Linked DNA regions of Drosophila melanogaster: region 1 is linked to region 2. A link is a contact called in public Hi-C data. All regions are on one chromosome and are shown on one strand. Each heading gives the region's core, a stretch centred on a gene start, on an enhancer-like site or on the middle of the called end of the contact. The rest is flanking DNA. Distances are from core to core; before and after follow the strand shown.

What was found. Hi-C and Micro-C count contacts between places; a contact is called where the count stands out from the background.
Region 1: a Hi-C map of the Kc167 cell line shows a contact between it and region 2, with 1.9 times the contacts expected there. The contact joins the promoter of shep here to the promoter of Faa in region 2. A contact is called at or near these places in 2 of 107 Hi-C or Micro-C datasets (the Kc167 cell line and embryo).

What each region holds. Positions count from the first base shown.
Region 1 is chr3L:5,276,518-5,279,287 of dm6, forward strand. shep (alan shepard) reads right to left here and starts at 1,427. Exons shown (of 12, transcript NM_001259707.1): 1 at 1,097-1,427.
Region 2 is chr3L:4,072,354-4,075,281 of dm6, forward strand. It overlaps Faa (Fumarylacetoacetase), which reads right to left and starts at 1,601. Exons shown (of 4, transcript NM_080091.4): 1 at 1,401-1,601; 2 at 799-1,016; 3 at 137-738; 4 at 1-78. The coding sequence starts at 1,487. Gad1 (Glutamic acid decarboxylase 1) reads right to left here. Exons shown (of 8, transcript NM_168055.2): 8 at 1,724-2,928.

The DNA.
Region 1 (2,770 bases), core at 177-2,676, 1.2 Mb after region 2:
TCAACCTAAATTAATTATGACAGTTTGTTTGTAATTAATTAAATCATTATTATTATTAAATAATAAAACAAAGATTATATATTTTAATGTATAAAATGAGGTCAGTATTTTTTCTGCTAATTAAACTTTTCGTCTATTTTTCTACCACTTTTTTACAGCCCAACCCGTTTGCTCTGACTGCCGCACGGCAACACTGTTCTCTGCACTCTTCTTTCTCTCTCCCACTCTCTATTTTTATTGCTTCTTTTTAGCATTCTGTGCCATATTCAGCTTATTTTGCCGTGCTTATAATTTGTTATTAATATTTCACTAGCAACTTTGTTGATTATTATTAGCACCACCCGTCTTAAATTGTTTTTTTTACTTGCAACGGAGCATTCAGCGAGTTATTTTAGCACTGTTTCTGTCTCTTTCCCGCGCGGCAGTTGCAACATTTGCATTTTGGCATTAAAAATAGCACACAGCACAGGCCAGCCAATTTTTTTTGGTTTGCAAATTTATTTATATGCCGCCAGACAGCCACAAACACACAGGAACACACAATAATTTATTGATATGCGGAGGAAATTATTCAATTGTTTTTACGCTATTGCTTTTTATCAATTGCACTTGTTGTTGTTGCTATTTTTTGTTATTGCTTATTTAAGGACAATGACAGCAAAATAGAGAAGGAGAGCGCAGTGCACAAGAGAAAGAGAGTAGAGAGAGAGAGAACAAAGAGCGGGTGGAAAGAGCACCGGCAAACAACAAGTGAGCAAAGCAAAAGGTGAAAAATAAATTTGCACTGCGATAAGATTTAAATAATTATTGCTCTCTCTCTCTTTCTCTCATTTGACTTTTTCGTTTTTCCCAGTTGTATTATTGTTTTTCGTCTGCTGTGCTGTGCCGTTCTTATTTTTGTATTTTTATGCCATTGCTTTATGTATTTTTTATCGAGTGCATTGCTCTAAAACAACAACATTCGCTTTCAATTAGCTGAGAGCCGCAAATTTGTTGCTTTTGCCATTGTTACGTCTGCTTTGCGGGGCTTCCAAAGGTAGTTTTTCCTCTTGTTCGATTTGCTTTTGGATTTTAGCTTTGCCTAAATGTTGCTTACTTATTGAAATTTCGTTTTATTGCTGGTTTGTCAGCTGCTGATGGCTCTTCTTCTTGCTTCTTGTTGCACGTTCTGTTTTTTTTTTGCACACAAACACACGCACTCACAGTCGCACAAACACAACACACACACACAATCTCACGCCCACGCACACTATTTGCACTTGAAAGTAATTCGACTCGTTTTCGTTTCGATTTTTCGCCCTTTTATTTTGCTGTCTTCGTTATTTGTTTGTTGTTCCGTCACGCGTTTTAATTTATATATTTATGCAAAATATTACAACGACAAAATATAAGTTTGCGCAGCCGAAAAAAACGAAGAAAGCGCAACGCGACAGCAATCGGCAATGGTATGAGCTTCTTCTTCTTCCTTTTCTGCCGGCAATGCTCTCTTCGCTCTCTCGCTTAATTTACAGCAATCTACAGTAGCGGAAAATAGTCTAGGTGCGACTCATAATATTAAATATTTTCTTTTACTCTATGTAGTTTAAACATTGTGTAAAAAAGAATTTTCAGCGGCGAGTAGCATAATAATAAAGGTCTTAATAAAATAGCACAAGAACTTTAACTTCGGGTTGGATATGTGGCCGTGTAGCAAATATATTCTGTGTACATACTCCTTTTTCCGCTACTGTATATATTTCTTCTCTTCAAATTGTACTCTCTTAGAAAATTTCTCTTCTTATTGCCTCTTATTAGCTTGCGCTTTGCTGTTTAACGAAACTCTTTCGGGTTTCTACTGTATTATTTATAACAATTTTATTAATTTCATGCATTATATTTTTTTTATTTTCTGGAATAAAATTCAAGATTATTAATTAAAAAATCGAAATAACATTGTAAATATTCGAAAATATGCATTGCATACAAAGTTTTCGTCATTACATTTCGTCACTAATCAAAAATAAAGATCCGATTTAACCAATTAAAATCACCATTTTAAAAGCCTATTTTCAGTGCTAAGTTTATATAACTTTCCTTTTTCAAATTTGATACACATGGTTGTCAGTTTTCCCAATCCCATTATATCAGTTCATTACGCAAATGGCGCAAAATAAAAAAAAAAATAAAATAAAAACGTGTGCACCAAAAACTGTAAAGCCAGCAACAGCATCTAGTGTGTTATTTTGAAATATTTAAATAAAATTAATATTCTCAACAAGTGCGTCGCATAAAAGGGCGACACACACCACACGTCCTTCCGCCCGCTTTTCACCAACCACCACCCACCGCCCCATAGCTTTTGGCACATAACAAAGGACTAAGGGACTAAACAAATGATGCATGATGACGACAACGAAAAATAAGCAGATAGGGGGTTAAAACTGAAAAAATCGAAATGAGAGCGACTCCCACGCATTGTAAAGCACTGCCACGCCCACTGCCCACATAAAACCCAACCACTCAGACAGCAGCGGGCGAAAAAATATAAACATTTAAACTTTTACGGCGACTTTGATTTTAAATATATATATATATTTTATTTTTATCCAGCTTGATACATTTCAATAGATAACAACTTTTTTTTACAATTAAGCTTTTATATCTAATTACTTGACTCGCGACTGTAACATCTCCAAGTATAAATACATATATGAAGACAGCCTGTACTGCCACTCCCACCGCCCCATAAGCCTACAAACAATAAATTTGCAATAGCAACGACAAAATTTGA
Region 2 (2,928 bases), core at 351-2,850:
GAGCGATTTGCTGCAGTGGAGTCCAATAAAGGTGTTTGAAGTTCGACTTTGAAATAAGCGCTTCGTTTTGATCGGCGGCTGAGAAGGGGAAATTTTGTGAATTAACGTAACAAATCTTTAACAGGCGGCAACTTACGTTTCAAAGACACCTCGAGGTTGATATCAAAGTTAAAGGGAATGTTCTGGCGCAGATAGGGAAGCACCTCCGGTTCCTGAGGAAAGTTGTCCAAGACGAAGGGCTTCAGGGCAGCTGTGGGCACTACCCAAGGGGAGATGGTGGTTCCCAGATTCTTTGCGGTGAAGGGGCCCAGTGGCACATATTCCCACTTCTGAATATCCCTGGCACTCCAGTCGTTCATCAGCGTGAAACCGAACACGTTCTTCCAGGCCTCATCCACGCGTATGGGTTCACCCAGCTGATTTCCCTTACCACCGATAAAGAAAGCCATTTCTAGTTCGAAATCCAGAAGCTTGCAGGCGCCAAAGACGGGCTTCTCTGCTCCATCGGGAAACGTTTGACCAAGAGGACGACGGATGGGAGTACCGGAAACCACCACAGAACTTGCACGACCATGATAGCCCACCGGCAGATGGCGCCAGTTGGGCATCAGAGCATTGTCTGGTCCACGGAACATAATGCCGACATTGGTGGCATGGTGGATGGATGAGTAAAAGTCTGTATAGTCACCAATCTGTGCAGGCAGGTGCAGCTTGATCTCAGACTGTGGCACAATGGAACTGATAAATAAATAAATTATTAACTATGAATAATAAATTATTATAATAAATCCGACTTACACCGCCTTCAAGTCCACATTGTGGTCCAATTCTGAACCCTTCGTCAATAGCTTTTGAGTCTGGCTTCTTACCACATCCCAAGCTTCAAAGTCCAATCCCATAAGCTCATTCAAAGTTTCGGCCTGCAGGCTTTTCTGAACTTGGAAAGGAAACAACTGCGAGACAGCTTTCAGGTCCAGGACATGCTCTCCAATGGCCACACAAATACGGTGAACTTTCTACGGATGGTAAGATGAAAAACACCATTTACGATATACAAATACGATATATGATATGGGGCCTTATCAGAACCTGGTTGCTGGGGTATTAAAGATTGGATTAGCATATTGTTTTCGTAAACAAACTAGTTTGTCTTGGATGATGTATGCAAATGCTATGCCCCAAAGCGGTTTCTGTTCTAAAGTTGATTTCTAGAACATGTGGAACGATCCAAAGTCACATGAAACTGAAGAAAAACTTGAAAATATTACACGGAAAACAGGCTGAGTTAAAGGAACATTTGCTTTGCCATTTACCACTTTAGTTATCATTTACAACAGCGAGACCATTGTTCTAAAATCTCATAAAAATATAAGATTTGATTTCAGTATGATATCACTCACATTGTTTTCGGTTGAGAAGACAGCGTAGGGTAGATTTTCCAGCGGAAAATCGCTGTTCTCTGGCACTGGCACAAAACTCTGGGACATTTTAAAAGCACTCAAAGTGGAAAACTTGGGCAGGTTGGTGCGAATCAATAAAGTGAAGCAGAGAAGCGGAAAAAGCGTGCGCGGAGCCAGAGTGAGCTAGATAACAACTGAGGGATTTTCTATTCACGATCCGCCTTATATAGGTGCTCAGACCACAAGATCTTTCGGCTCTCTTAGCAAAACCAAGCCCCCAAAGGTAAAGAGCGCCTTAGACATAATGAAGAGAAATTTTAATTGCGCTTTGATTACTTTTATTTATTTTACTCATATATTCATATATATAATATATTCATTTGCATTTATATAGATGTTGGAATAATTCTTGTTTGGCATTGATTTGGATCTGCAAATACATATACATACATTAATTTATACATACATAAAATGAGCGTGGTGCTGGATAAACTTAGATAACACGCTTTAAAGTACTATAATTGTTGAATTTATTGTAGTTTTTATGCCATTATTTTCTTACTTTTGCGGAATTGACAAACGAGTTTTGTGCACAGGTAGAATGTAATGTCTGATTGTGTTCTTTTCATATAGGGACATTTCACTACCAACCTTTCTGGAACAACTAACTGATTAAAACTTAACTAAAATCTGAATCTTCCAACATTCGTAATTGAGCTTAATTGACTCCGGGCAATACATATATACTTGTCAGCCATTTTGTTGAAACTAAACTCCAACTAATTCGATTATACGTATTCACGTCTCTATATATAGCACAGTTCGATACATGGACTAAATGGGTTCTGCGGCACAGATCCCCTCTCTTTGGTTTGTCTATACAATTAACAAGCACAGGTCTCTTTCGATCTTGTTTTTATAAAGGTACGCGCATGGCTATAGATATGATATATTTGAAAACATTCTCTGTTTGCAAACAAAGTGAAATCAACGAATTGAACTAAGGTCCTCAACTGGCTCTTCATCTTCTCCTGATATGTTAAGATAGCGTTCCAACAGTTTCTATATCATATACATATATATCATTATATCATCATAGTACTTTTGTGTGGGACTGGGGCTGTCTTTCGTTTTGGTGGTGCGTGTGTGGAGCGGTGGCTTCTATGCTCTGAATTCTATCGTTATTTTTCGGTATACATATAGATATTCAAATATAACTTGTGGATTCTCCTCTCGCCGTCCATTGATTTAGATATAGTTGCCAACGAACGTAAAAGTAAAACGCCTCGATTATACATAGTACTTTTTTTTCCAACTCCGGGACGAACGGATAACGACGCTTAACGAATAACGGTCAACGGATAACAGAATGAGAAATCGTAAAGGAACATCTAGCAACACGTTATAGATACAAACAAATGTACATTCAACATTGAACTCTGATGATTACCGGGATACCCATAATCGCCGGCTCTCGGATCTCTGGGCTCTTCAGCCGGTCTCCTGATATGCTTTTACCTAAATGATA